2 separate regions of the Hordeum vulgare genome follow, and region 1 is linked to region 2. Evidence: chromatin contacts called from public Hi-C data. All regions are on one chromosome and are shown on one strand. The core of a region is the stretch at or near the end of the contact, and the rest is flanking DNA. Distances in the headings are between cores, read along the strand shown.

The links. A called contact is a pair of places that touch in the nucleus more often than the background predicts.
Region 1: a Hi-C map of leaf shows a contact between it and region 2, with 5 times the contacts expected there. The contact joins the promoter of LOC123411346 here to the promoter of LOC123410926 in region 2. A contact is called at or near these places in 3 of 6 Hi-C or Micro-C datasets (leaf and seedling).

What each region holds. Positions count from the first base shown.
Region 1 is chr7H:75,181,379-75,187,911 of MorexV3_pseudomolecules_assembly, forward strand. It overlaps LOC123411346 (probable tyrosine-protein phosphatase DSP2), which reads left to right and starts at 3,145. Exons shown (of 5, transcript XM_045104276.1): 1 at 3,145-3,528; 2 at 3,635-3,728; 3 at 6,414-6,471. The coding sequence starts at 3,254.
Region 2 is chr7H:74,926,288-74,933,133 of MorexV3_pseudomolecules_assembly, forward strand. LOC123410926 (putative transcription elongation factor SPT5 homolog 1) reads right to left here and starts at 3,199. Exons shown (of 22, transcript XM_045103850.1): 1 at 2,753-3,199; 2 at 182-420; 3 at 1-96. The coding sequence starts at 3,113.

The DNA.
Region 1 (6,533 bases), core at 1,895-4,394, 260 kb after region 2:
AACGAGGTGAGTAGTGGGGAATGGATCCCGTTTATCCTGATTATCTATTCTCGACGGGGAGAAAAATGGATCCATAAAATCCCCACGGGACCAAACCTGCGGACCAGTTCAGGAAGACAACGCGAGATCCGGGAAGCTTCCTGGCTAGATTCAACCGGATCCACCAGGTCAAGCCGTCCAGATCCATCAACACCAAAACGGAGGCGACCTAATAATCCGTCAAAGCCCGTGTGTCGCCGCCGCCGGTTTCGGTCGTCGGACCTGCCTGCGCCCGCGCCGCCGTCCCACGACAGCAGCCGCCCGCTCTGACGCGCCTCCGCTCCCCGACGCACGCACTCACCGGCTAGACCAGACCACGCCATGCGGGCGCAAGCACGAGAGAGAGCCACCGTACGCTACGCGCTGCTTGCGTCAGCGACCGGGGTCGCCGCCTGGTGCGGCTCCTTCCTCTCGCGCGTTGCCTTTGGGCTCAGACGGTGCGGCCCGTTCGCTCCAAAAAAAAAAAAGAAAAAAAAAAAGGACGGTGCGGCCCGTTCGCTGGGCGTGCGTTAACGGCTTGGGAAAGGGGCCAATAAATAAAATCGCCTTTGTAAAGGAACCCCCGTACGTACGCCTGGTCACGTGAGCGCTCCGGCCTCCGGGTTTTGTTGCAACGGCCTTCGGTTAACCAAGCCAAGCTTCGTGCTCTGCACGGCTTCCGCAAAGGCTTTATTTTTCTTTTTTTGTGTGTGCAGTTTTTGGCTTCTTGCTCAAGGCTCAAGCTGCTGCCTATGTAAAAAACAATTTAAGATAGAAAGGAAACCAACCTACTGGTTCAGGGGCAGTGCCGAAAGAAAACGTTGCATGCATGTGTGCTGGATAACTGTTGCACTTGTTTTTCTTTTCGAGGAATTTTTCTTGCAGTTGTTAACCCTTGGTAATTCTTCTGGATATTTAGATCAAACATCTGACGATTATCCGAAGCTTGCCTATGAAATAGGATATGGTGTTATATATCCGCGTGAATCGGATTGGACTATTCGAATGTCAAAATCTTGTATCTTACCCTATAAAACCAGATTCGGAAACGGTTTAAAATTATTCTTACCACTTTCACACTCATTTTTCTACTGCAATTTTAGGATTAGTTAATGATGTGCAATCTAGCAACTGATACCAACAAAGGGGTAGAGCGAAAGATGGTCCATGTGTAGTAGACAATCCTTTCAATTGTTAACCCTTGACAATTCTTCTACAGTAAATATTTAGATCAAACATGTGATTATCCAAAGCTTGCCTATGGAATATGATATGATATGGTATATGAGCATTATCCTTTTGAATCATATCCTATGATATTTAGCTGTCAAAAATCTTGTTAACATATCCTTTAAAACCGGGTTCGAAGACGGTTTTGGTTGAAAATTATCCTAACCACTTTCACATTTATTTTTCTATTGCAATTTAGGATTGATAAATGATCTGCAAATTTAGGGTAACAAATTCCAACAACTGATAGCAGTAGAACAAAATACCTCTCCATCCTGCTATTGGTTACATCAACACATTAGACAGTGAGAGATTACATCAACACCTCATGTCTTCCAACATTTTTGTCTTTTCCACTCCACACCATCGTCCACTATTTCACCGACACTTCATCGCACTATCTTCACATGATAGCTCTAATTATTATGTCACTGTTCCATGATGTGGCTCTGAATTGAAAAAGAAATGTGGCAAGTTTTCAACGAATATATCCGCAATTTTTTTCCGTCAAGAAAGCAGAATGTCCAAGCTAATGTATAATGATGCAAGAGTACATGACACACGGTTTTATCGTAAATTTTGTATGTTATGTTGGCTTCATCGCAAAAAGTGGAACATAAATTGTGAAGCACGAACCAAAGCAAGAATGGTACTACCTTCGTCCAAGTGTATAGGGCATGCACGTAGTTCTAGGTTATCAATTTAACTAACTAAATATATATTATATGCGATACAAATTACATATTTATAAACTACATCCCCGCATGAATCTAATGATATATTATTTATTACATATAATACATATTTAAGTAGTTAAATTAACGATCTAGAACTACGTGCATGCCCTATACACTTGGACGAAGGGAGTAATAATGTTGACAAGTCGTACATTTCTTTCTTCTTATACAGTCTCTAATCGCATCTCTAGTATGACTCGACATGTAGGTGGATCTTACTTACATTTTGCTATAGATGGACAGTGATGTGCATTGAAAAGTGTTGACATCTTGACAAGCCTGTAGTACACGCAGCTGGAGTGGCAATAACATACGTTAACATCAATGATCGGCCTATATCACCGTCCCTACTATTGAGCATCAAATGGATAGGATGAGAGTTGCGCCCACGCTGTGAAGGAAAAACAAATTTACACTTATAGTGTCTCCTCGGTAAGATGATTTCAACGTTGTGTTAATCCTCAAACAATTTGCTGGACTCAATCGACGGTTGTCTTCGGTAGATTTGCTCAGATTCGATCTTCGTTCGTCTACATTCATGTGCCTTCAGGTTGAATCCTTCTGATTTACATGCCTTCTCATCATCGGCGGTTGTTGTTCTCTTGTGTTGGTCCTATGTGACCTTAACACAACGACTTTCCAATTATCTATTGCAACAAGTTTTGTCAGACTTCGACGAGGAAGCAGTTGCAGCAAGTTTTGTCATCGCTTGTAGTCGTCGATAGATGGCCTACGGATATGAAAGTAATTTTTCTTATTTATGCGTTCGTTGAACTATCGTAAATAAAAATGAATAGACTAAAGTTTTTCAAAAAAATAAAATCCTGATGTACTTTTGTAAAACCTTGGGGATAATCTGTTGAACCACCGCACTCCTTCTCAAGATTAAATCATCAGGATTCAGTTTGACGGGATTAAACTACATCACACATGAACAATGATGGAAACCAATTATGCTAGACACTCTAGATGTCATAACACACATTAAATCACCTCCTTATCCCAAAATTTCACCTTTCCTCATCATCAAGCTTTTTTTCTTGGAGTTCCCTTCCTCCAATTACCCACCTTTTCCCCCATCTTGCAACCTTTTGGAGTTTCCCTCCCTTCCTTCCTTCATCATCATCTTGTCCTATAAATAACCTCTTGCTTCCAGTTAGGCCATTACACCCACACCGCTCAAGCCATCACGCACACAAAGCACACCCATCTCGTTGGGATTTGACGGTTGTGCCCCCGCCCCCGCCCCCGTGCGCCCGGGAGCCATCATGAAGCTGGAAATCATGCCCAAGCAGAGGGCCCTGGAGGCGGGGCAGCGGGAGGAGGCCATGGAGATGAGCGGCCTGGAGCTGTGGAAGCACGAGAAGCCGCCCAAGATCTTCCCCATGCCCCCGCCGCTGCTGGCGGCGGGGGCCTGCGGCGACGAGTCCACGCTCGTCCCGCCGCTCAACTTCGCCATGGTCGACGACGGCATCTACCGCTCCGGCTTCCCGGCCGCCGCCAACTTCCGCTTCCTCAAGTCCCTCAACCTCCGCTCCATCGTGTGAGGATCTCCCCGCTCCGTCCGCATGCCTGCAATTGTTTTCGCGCTGCTCGTGCCCTGCGGTTTCTGTTTCTGACGTACGTCCGCCGCCTCCTCGCTCGCGCAGGTACCTCTGCCCGGAGCCGTACCCGGAGACCAACACGGAGTTCCTCGACAAGAACGGGATCAAGCTCCACCAGTTCGGAATCGAGGGCCGCAAGGTAACCAAAGACGAACAATCCGGCTTGCTTTGCTTTCCCTTTATGAAATTCTCTTCTCTATACGTTGTTTCTCTTGATGCCAATTCTTGGAGAAGGTAGGATCGCAGCTAGCTTATAGATAAGAATAGGATAACCATGATTACTTTCCGGAAGATACGAGAATTGCTCGCCAAGAACCGAGGTCGTTGATCATGTCGCTATTACGTACGCATCCTAGATTAATTAGTACTGCTCGCCTAGGTGGCTCGGGGGAGAATCCAATGCATCCCTGGCTGGATTTTATTTGCTGTCAACTGGCTTGCCTAATAGGCGCATCTATCTCCTTTCTCCTACCACTGGTACTATCTGGGGATTTTTCAAGTTTTACGCCACATCGGCCGTGGTCCCTTTCAGCATTGGCTTGATTAATCGACCCAGCTGTGCTGCTCATTTTAAACAATAATTTTCCTAATATTCCCAATGGTTTCTGCTAATTGGTTTGCTCCTGTGATAACAAGGCTGGTAGTGAGTGTGCATAGTTCCCAAAGCATCTCCATTATCCCCTTTCATTTTTTCCTTAGTTTTTCTTTTCGTTTCTTCTTTTCTGTTTCTTGTTTCAGTGGTGGTTTCACTGTTTCTGCAAAGTAGGCAATTCAAGGACTAGTTGTTTTTTGGTTTTTTCCTTGCAAAAACGTCGCAATTTATTTGGTACATGATTCTTCTTGTTTGTGCTTCAGTGTGAGCAGCTCATGGGACCTGTCTGTAACTCCTATTCACACCATATGCTCTTTAGGTTGTTTTAAGCAGCTTTAATGGTCCCAACAGGCTAAGCCCAATTTTGTGAATTAAAATTGATGGTTGATGCATGAAGCACCACAAGTTTCATGTGCTCTGTTTGGCAACCTAATCCACAATGGCTCGTGTGTTAAGTTTACATTGGACTGATTTAGCTGTCTGAGTCAAGTTGGACGAAATGTATAAAAAGCTTACGCACTGTAGAGGGTAGAATCACAAGTTGTGGTCTTTCACTATGCAGATGGTGCCTAAGAAAATCCAATTTTTTTTCACAAGTAATAAGAAAGAAAAATAAATAACTGGGGGCATGTTAGTATGGTACACAATGATAGAGGCAACGTGCATCCACACATTGGGCTGTCCTGTGTGTTGTTCTGTTCTTGATGAGAGGGGATAACACTGGGGGCCTAGATCTGCCGCAGTTTTTCGAGATCCGTAAATTGCCCTGTTCACCAAGATTAGCAGCTGGAATTGAGCATGGACGACAGTACATTGGATTCTTCCTGCTGGCAAATGATTGCTGATTTATCATGCTAGGTTTCAGTCACTATACAATTCGTCGGCTGGATGATTGATTAGATCACCACATATGGTTTGTGCCAGGGATCTAGCAACGATAGATCTGAGCATTAGGAAACATATTTTAGATGAAACTTCATTGTTTTTGTTAGCATGTTGAACTGTTCCCTGCTTTCATGTGACCATGTACCACGCTAGTGCTTTGCATCTGATCTTGGTAGAATATAAATATCTGCATGCAAGCTTAAACGTATGTGGTGCTGCTTCTCCATGTGTTCATGCTGATTATCCTGAATATGAAATGTCAGGTTGTTGTACGTGATAATTTTATTTTCATTCAAAAGAATTTCATGCCATTTATATGAATAGGAGTTGCAGTAAATTGTTGGTACGCCAAGTTATGTGCTTCTTTAAAAGAAATGTGCAAGAATGTTTCAAGGGAAACATATTTTAGCCGAATAATATTTTGTAGAGTTCTACACTTTTACTTCTGAAGGTTTAGGTATCATTATTTGCTCGGTTCATTGATGGAAATTATGTTATTAGTTGTCAGCAAAGGTTCTCAAAAAAAATTCCAAGTGGTGACTGTAGTGTTCAATTTCTCTTTGGATATTCTGAACCCAATAATATGCTTGTCGCTAGCCCATTTTATTTGGGAACTGGTGAAGCGGTGAAAACAAATCATATTTTTTTATGTTATAAAAACATTATCTTGCTTTTGATTGATACTATGAATGACAAGTAAATCCAACTACCCCAATTATTTCTCTTTTTGTATTTGAACTTCCGGTTCCAGGTCATCCATGACCTAATGCAAAATTAAGTTGATTTGACATTTATGCGAACCAGTTATTTTGTTGCTGTAAAGCTGGTTTGTTCTTCCTATTGGTCTGCGCGTCGTAGTTTCTTCGATGAGTGTTGTCATTATCTGACCTTCTGTGCAATTATAATTATTAGTTAGCAGGGACATTCAAATGTGTTTCGTAGTCCTACCTTGAAAATTAATACCTGATGGATGGTTGACCTTATACCAAAATCCTAATTCTTTTTTATGAAGAAAATCATGTCACTTGATAGACAGACATAGCAAGTTGGGTCTCTCTCCAATATAATAGGATCCAATTTGTTAAAACCACTGAAATAAAGAAAACTGGGGTACTAATAAATAGCTAACCAGCAGACAGATTTCAAGAAATTGGTCATCTATTTTTTGGGGTTCAGACATTACTGAACCTTGGTACCTTTAGTATATTATGTGACTCTATACACCACATTTCGTGTTACAACTGCTCATTGTGTGTGTAATTTAATTCCAAAGTCTTGATAAGTCCGCTCATTTGTGTCCAGAGTCTGATGCTTTGTCTGACAATGCCTGAAACGCTGTTACTGCAGGAACCATTCGTCGAGATACCCGATGAGAAAATCCGGGAGGCACTTAAAGTTGTCCTAGGTACTTCATCTTCTATAGATGCTTCCCATTTCAGTCACCTGCATCACAACATTTCATCTCTC
Region 2 (6,846 bases), core at 1,949-4,448:
TAGATGATCTAACGCAACAACAGATTTTATCTGGAGATCTGTCCTATCAATGAACTTTTGCATTAGACAGATTGCTGTTTCCCTCTCATGCCCAATCTGAAACCATAATGTGACATTAGTAGAGCACAGACGGTGCTAAGAAAAAAAGGCAAGCGATTCAATTAAGCTACAGCTTCCCTACCGCACATTTCACCATCCAAAGCTTTGGATCTTTCACAGATGGCAAGAGAGCTTGTTGTTCAACGTCTGCAGCTTCCTCTCCATACTCAATATGAGTAGATCTTGCATATCTCTCTCGTACTTGTCGTTCAATCTCATCAATATCCTCTTCTTCATCTCTCATAGGGATAGAGTGACGTGATCTGGAGCCCCTGCCGGCATCCTCATCAGGAATGTCGGCTCCAGCATCATTGATGAAGTCTGAACAAGGGCCAATGAACAGAGATCAGTGCATTAGAATTTAGAAACCTACCTCTGTTCCTGCAAATCAGTATGATAACTGTTGTGAAACTAGTTCGGCATCCGTCCAGTACACATCTGAATAGTATTGAATTCCTTAGTAACACTAACAAAACACTTACTATGCTACTAAAAGCAGAATTGGCTGTAATAGCCGTCACAATATCTCAACACACTAGCCTCCGACTTATTTCCTTAATATAACCATCTAATTCATCAAGTAGTTCAATCCAGATCCTCTGATCCTCAAGCAACAGTGAAGGTAGGTCAACAGATTTTATATTCTAGTACAGTCATTTCTATTACATAAATGCAACGCCACTAGTGGCACTGTGGCAGATACATGGCAGATGTACTGAAGTAGATCACAAAACTGCTACAATAATACGAGATGGTTCCGCTAATGTTCACCCATTGCTTTCCTTAACCTACTAGAACTGGGAACCCATCATCATATTGACAAAGCATGGTTCTTCATGGATTCTTACGACCAATTGGAACAGGAGAGCTATGACTCGGATCTGTCATGAATTAGTGGGACCAGCAGGCCAAAGATATGACCTGACGTGTCATTTGCAGATATTAGCACTGGTTACCAGCATGAAGCACGTTGGCATGTAAATATGTAATACAAAATGCAGGAGATAGATTGAAAAGATTATAGAACTCACATGATATCCATTAGAAATAGTTTTTAGTTTGCTCCTCCCATTCAATGGCAATTTTAGGGTTTTGAGTAAACTATGAATTGTATTTTGTAGCACATGAAGATTTTGAGGGTACAATGAGGACAAGTGCAAAACAGATTATATCAAGTGATTCTTCAGAAATTATCTATCTATATCCATACCAATATACGAAGTACTAGTTAGGGTTTGATGCAGACCATCTTATATTCTTATTCGTCCAATTCAGTCTGACGGCTCAAGAATAAAATTGAACATCTAAAAAATTGTGTTTGCACATTGAATCCCTTAATGACACCATACTGATTATCCTTTACAACACCTCTTTCAAATTGTGGAGAATTGCACAATCCATTTATCATTTTAGCCATGACAGTATGATTGATTACCGTACTTAAAGCTCCACATGATGTATTTCATAAATGTTATGGTCACAAATGTTCAAGATAAAAGCAGGGGAGTCCAAAATCTGACGGATTTTTTTAGGAGATGTAGTTTATATTGGACAAACCTTACAGCCCACAATTACACCAGTCAGATATACAGGGCATGATGTCATGCTATTTCCCTTGCTCGTAACAATGAATCTTTTGAGCCGTTCTGCAGTTTACAGATGAATAATTGACTGATTTTCACCATGGTAGCAAAAGATATGTCAAGCTTAATGTGTATATTTTTATCTGCACCGGATCAAGTTGTATTCAAAGGTATTTTGTCTAGCATCCGGAAGACTGCACGAATTTAGTTAACTACCCAAGACTAGAAGAGGAAGTAGTGTGGTTCATTTACGTCATATGCATGGTCTGCTCGACAACTTAGTACGTAGTTGTTAATACCACATAATCTTCAATTAGCTCTGTTCCATGTAGGATTGATAGCATAGATTTATTCAGAAACAGTGTGTCTATGGCTCTATAGGGAGCACAATTTAGGCATAATTTTAATGAACAAACAGGAAACAGAGATCTATAAACAAAATCTGCTTTCGAACAAGAAAGTTCCCATGCCTGAAAGAACTCTCGACTTGACTCGAGTCCAAGCTCAGGATCAAACATACCATAGAGTATAGCATCAATAAGGGGGTTAATGTCGTCCTATTAGGATTCAAATTATTATCGTAAAAGAGAAGACATCCAAAACCGACACCTCCCAATGAAGATCAGCACTTCAACAGACCAGAACAGAAGCAACCAAATCAGTTTTAGCTTGAACAAGCATGTACTACGAAGTAATGACCGGGATATATGAGTTCTGCTAAATCACCATAATTCTCAGTTTGCAACCATTGAACATTAAGGCCATGACAACTAAACGATAACAAGCTCCGATTTAAGACAACAAAAAAAACATAGAATGGCATCAAAACCGCTGACACCTAGCTCTTAGGCAAAATTCAATAACTACTAGTATGTCCTAATATTTCCACCATCATCAGTTACCGAGAATCGCGCATCCAGAGGACGAAATAGAATAAAAAACACTTACACCTCAAGCCTAGTTCTGCAAATCAAGCCAAGCGGTTTCAGATCTCACCAAAGGCCGGCAGAAATACACAAGGATGGCATGGAGACCGCAATCGGATAGCGCAAACGAAAAGAAAAACTCACCATCCTCGCCTTCGCCTTCGTCCTCCTCCTCCTCGTCCTCGTCGACCTGCGCCTCCTCGTCGAAGAACCCGCGCACGCCGCCGCCGCCCTTCTTCCTCGGGCGGCTCCCGCCGTCGTCCTCCTCGTCCTCGTCGTCGTCCTCGATGGCCGAGTCGTCGATGAAGTTGTCCTGGCGCGATCTCTTCCGCACCCCGCCGCCGCCGGCGGGGGCGCGGGAGCGGGAGGCCCCCTTGCCCCGGCCCCGCGCCTCCTCCTCGTAGTCGTCCCCCTCGTCCTCCTCCTCGTCGTCGAGGTCGTAGGCCTCCTCCTCGTCCTCCTCCTCCTCCTCCTCGTCGTCGTCGTCGCGGCCTCGGCGAGCCATGGGTGGATTTGGCGGCTAGGTTTTCGGGCGCTCGCGGGGGGCGTCGAGGGGAAAGGGGAAACTCGTCTCCTCAGACGAGTCGTGCCCGTGCGCCTAGGCGGTTGCGAGGTGTAGCCTGGGCTGGCTGCGGGCTGCGGGCTGCGTCGGGTCGCTCTGTGGACCGTTGGATCAGCTGTACGATTCGGGGACTCGGTCGGATCTCGGATGGCTGGCTTCACTGTGGCCCACTGGTTGGACCGTAACTGGGTACCGTCTCCGTGTGTATATATCCCTTTCCGTTCTGTGACGGACAAATCCGAGTATGACGACGTCACCTGCTTTTTTTCACTGAAAAAAATACAGCGTCACCTGCTGGATACAGTCAGGTCAAAGGTGTTGCGCCCTTGCCGATCTGCTCTCTCGTGCTAGAATAACGAATGTGCGGCAGGGAACGCTGCTTTGAGCATCAGATTTCTCCGGCTATTTTCAGATGGCGGCTGATCCTGATGCTACTTTTGATCAGTCCTATGGGCTATGGCCTGCAATTGTTGGGGTGCTCAATTTAAGGCAGCTTTTTGGAGCGTCGAAGTAGGATCTTGAGAGTTTAGTGGACATATTAGATTGTGTCTTTCCTAAACGACCCACTACGCTGGCTCGAAACGTTTTAGGATTTCAAGTGACTTCGGCGGCGCGCAGGTGATCTTCATCTCTGCGACGTAAAGAAGCTCCCTGCTACAGTGATCTCTTCACAACACCCGTGAATCCTTTCCACGTCCTACTTGCTCCTCTCTGGGTGACTAAGATGGGCATTTGCGTACATGTCCGTCCTTGAAGCACGTGGGGCAACTGGGTTCTAGGGGTTCCAAGAGATCGACGGTCATGTCTTATTTGGGATCAAGGACGGGTAAGAAGGAGTTTGTGGAGAAGCAGCTGGAGGGGATGAGGTTGTCTTGGATGGAGAACGCGACGCTGGTGATCGACGACGATGAGTATTGCAAGAGAGGGATGAAGTGCCATCTTGGGCGCTTCTGGGGGAAATTCTGCATCGGCGGGTGCTTCATGTCAATACCATAATGGATGCCCTTCGCCCAACGTGGGGTAATCCAAAGGGTTTTTGCTTTAACTCTGTTGGAGAAAAGTTGTTTGTGGCCATCACTAAAGGGCAACGTGATCCCGATATAATTTTTTAAGAAGATCCCTCGATGGTGGGAAAGCATGTTGTTGTGCTAAAGGTTTTGGCTTGTTGTTTGAAGCCATGTGACTAGAAGTTTGAGAAGATGCAAATTTGGGCTCATGTAATCAATCTTCCTTCCAATCTTCGGTATCCGCCTTGGTGCCTGATGGGTGATGTCATTAAGGTGGGCGTGGATGTGGAAGGGTTTGCTTATGGAGAATTGCTAGGGTGAGGATATGGATAATTGTCAAATAACCAATCATGGAGTGGGTGCAGCTGGAGTCGGCTCATAACAAGGGGGGAATCTTTTATGATATACAATATGAGAAATTTTCGTACTTATGCTTTTTATGCGGTATTCTTGGTTATGCCGAGATGTTTTGTCCCGATCCGACAAATAGAGACGTTCAAGTCGGTTGTCATTTAGGAAAACCTTGAGGTGGTATTGTGGTAGGAAGAGTTGGGGGAGTGCACCTAGAGGTGCGAGGTGACGGCCTTTGGCAAAAATTGTTGGAAATATGCCCTAGAGGCAATAATAAAATGGTTATTATCATATTTCCTTGTTCATGATAATCGTCTAATGTTCATGCTATAATTGTATTAACAGGAAACAATAATACATGTGTGGATAAATATATCACAATGTGTCCCTAGCAAGCCTCTAGTTGGCTAGCTCGTTGATCAATAGATGATCATGGTTTCCTGATCATGGACATTGGATGTCATTGATAACGGGATCACATCATTAGGAGAATGATGTGATGGACAAGACCCAATCCTAAGCATAGCACTAGATCGTGTTGTTCGTATGCTAAAGCTTTTCTAATGTCAAGTATCTTTTCCTTCGACCGTGAGATTGTGCAACTCCCGGATACCGTAGGAGTGCTTTGGGTGTATCAAACGTCACAACGTAACTGGGTGACTATAATGGTGCACTACGGGTATCTCCGAAAGCATCTGTTGGTTGGTACAAATCGAGATCGGGATTTGTCACTCCGTGTGACGGAGAGGTATCTCTGGGCCCACTCGGTATAACATCATCATAATGAGCTGAATGTGACTAAGGAGTTAGTCATGGGATGATGTGCTACGAAACGAGTAAAGAGACTTGCCGGCAATAAGATTGAACAAAGTATGGGGATACCGACGATCGAATCTCGGGCAAGTTCTATACCGGTAGACAAAGGGAATTGTATACGGGATTGATTGAATCCTTGACATCGTGGTTCATCCGATGAGATCATCGTGGAAAATGCAGGAGCCACCATGGGTATCCAGACCCTACTGATAGTTATTGGCCGAAGAGCTGTCTCGGTCATGTCTGCATGCCTCCCGAACCCGTAGGGTCTACACACTTAAGGTTCGATGACGCTAGGGTTATAGGGAATTTTTATACGAGGTTACCGAAGGTTGTTCGGAGTCCCGGATGAGATCCCGGACGTCACGAGGAGCTCCGTAATAGTACGGAGGTAAAGAATTATATATAGGAAGTGAGGATTTGGTCACCGGAATTGTTTCGGGCGACACTGGTAATGTACCGGGACTCCTGAAAGGGTTTCGGGGGTCCACCGGGAGGGGCCACCGGCCCCAAAGGCTAGCATGGGCCAAAAGGTGGAAGGGAACCATCCCAGAGTGGGCTGTTGCGCCTCCCACCTAGGCCCAAGGCGCCGCAAGAGAGGGAAGGGGGGAAACCCTAGTGCAGATGGGCCTAAGGCCCATCTGGGGTGCGCCACCCCCCTCTCTCTTGCCCTGGCCGCCACCACCAGCCCTAGATGGGGCTGCCGCACCCTTTGGGGGTGGGAACCCTAAAGGGGCGCCCCCTCCCTCTCCCCCTATATATAGTGGAGGTTTGGCTGATTTGAGACACACGAAATCTCTCTCTCTCGGCGCAGCCCTGCTTCTCCTCTTTGTCCTCTCCCACGGTGCTTGGCGAAGCCCTACTGGGGGACCTCGTAGCTCCACCGCCACCACGCCGTCGTGATGTCAGAGCTCTCCCTCAACCTCTCCCTCCTCCTTGCTGATCAATGCGTGGGAGACGTCACTGGGCTGTATGTGTGTTGAACGCGGAGGTGTCGTGATTCGGCACATAGATCAGAACCGACCGCGATCTGAATCGCTGCGAGTACGACTCCATCGACCGCGTTCATAGTAACGCTTCCGCTTAACGATCTTCAAAGGTATGAAGATGCTCTACAACCTCTATCGTTGCTGGTCTCTCTATAGATAGATCCTTGTATGGTGTAGGAAAATTTTGAATTTACTACGTTCCCCAACAGTGGCATCCGAGCCAAGGTTCTATGTGTAGATTCTATGCACGAGTAGAACACAAAAGTTGTGGGCGCTGATTTTGTCAATTGCTTGTCGTTACTAGTCTTATCTTGATTTGGTGGCATCGTGGGATGAAGCGGCCCGACCGGACCGACTTTACACGTACTCTTACGTGAGAATGGTTCCACCGACAGACATGCACCAGTTGCATAAGGTGGCTAGCGGGTGTTTGTCTCTCCCACTTTAGTCGGATCGGATTCGATGAAGAGGGTCCTTATGAAGGGCAAATAGCATTGGCATATCAACGTTGTG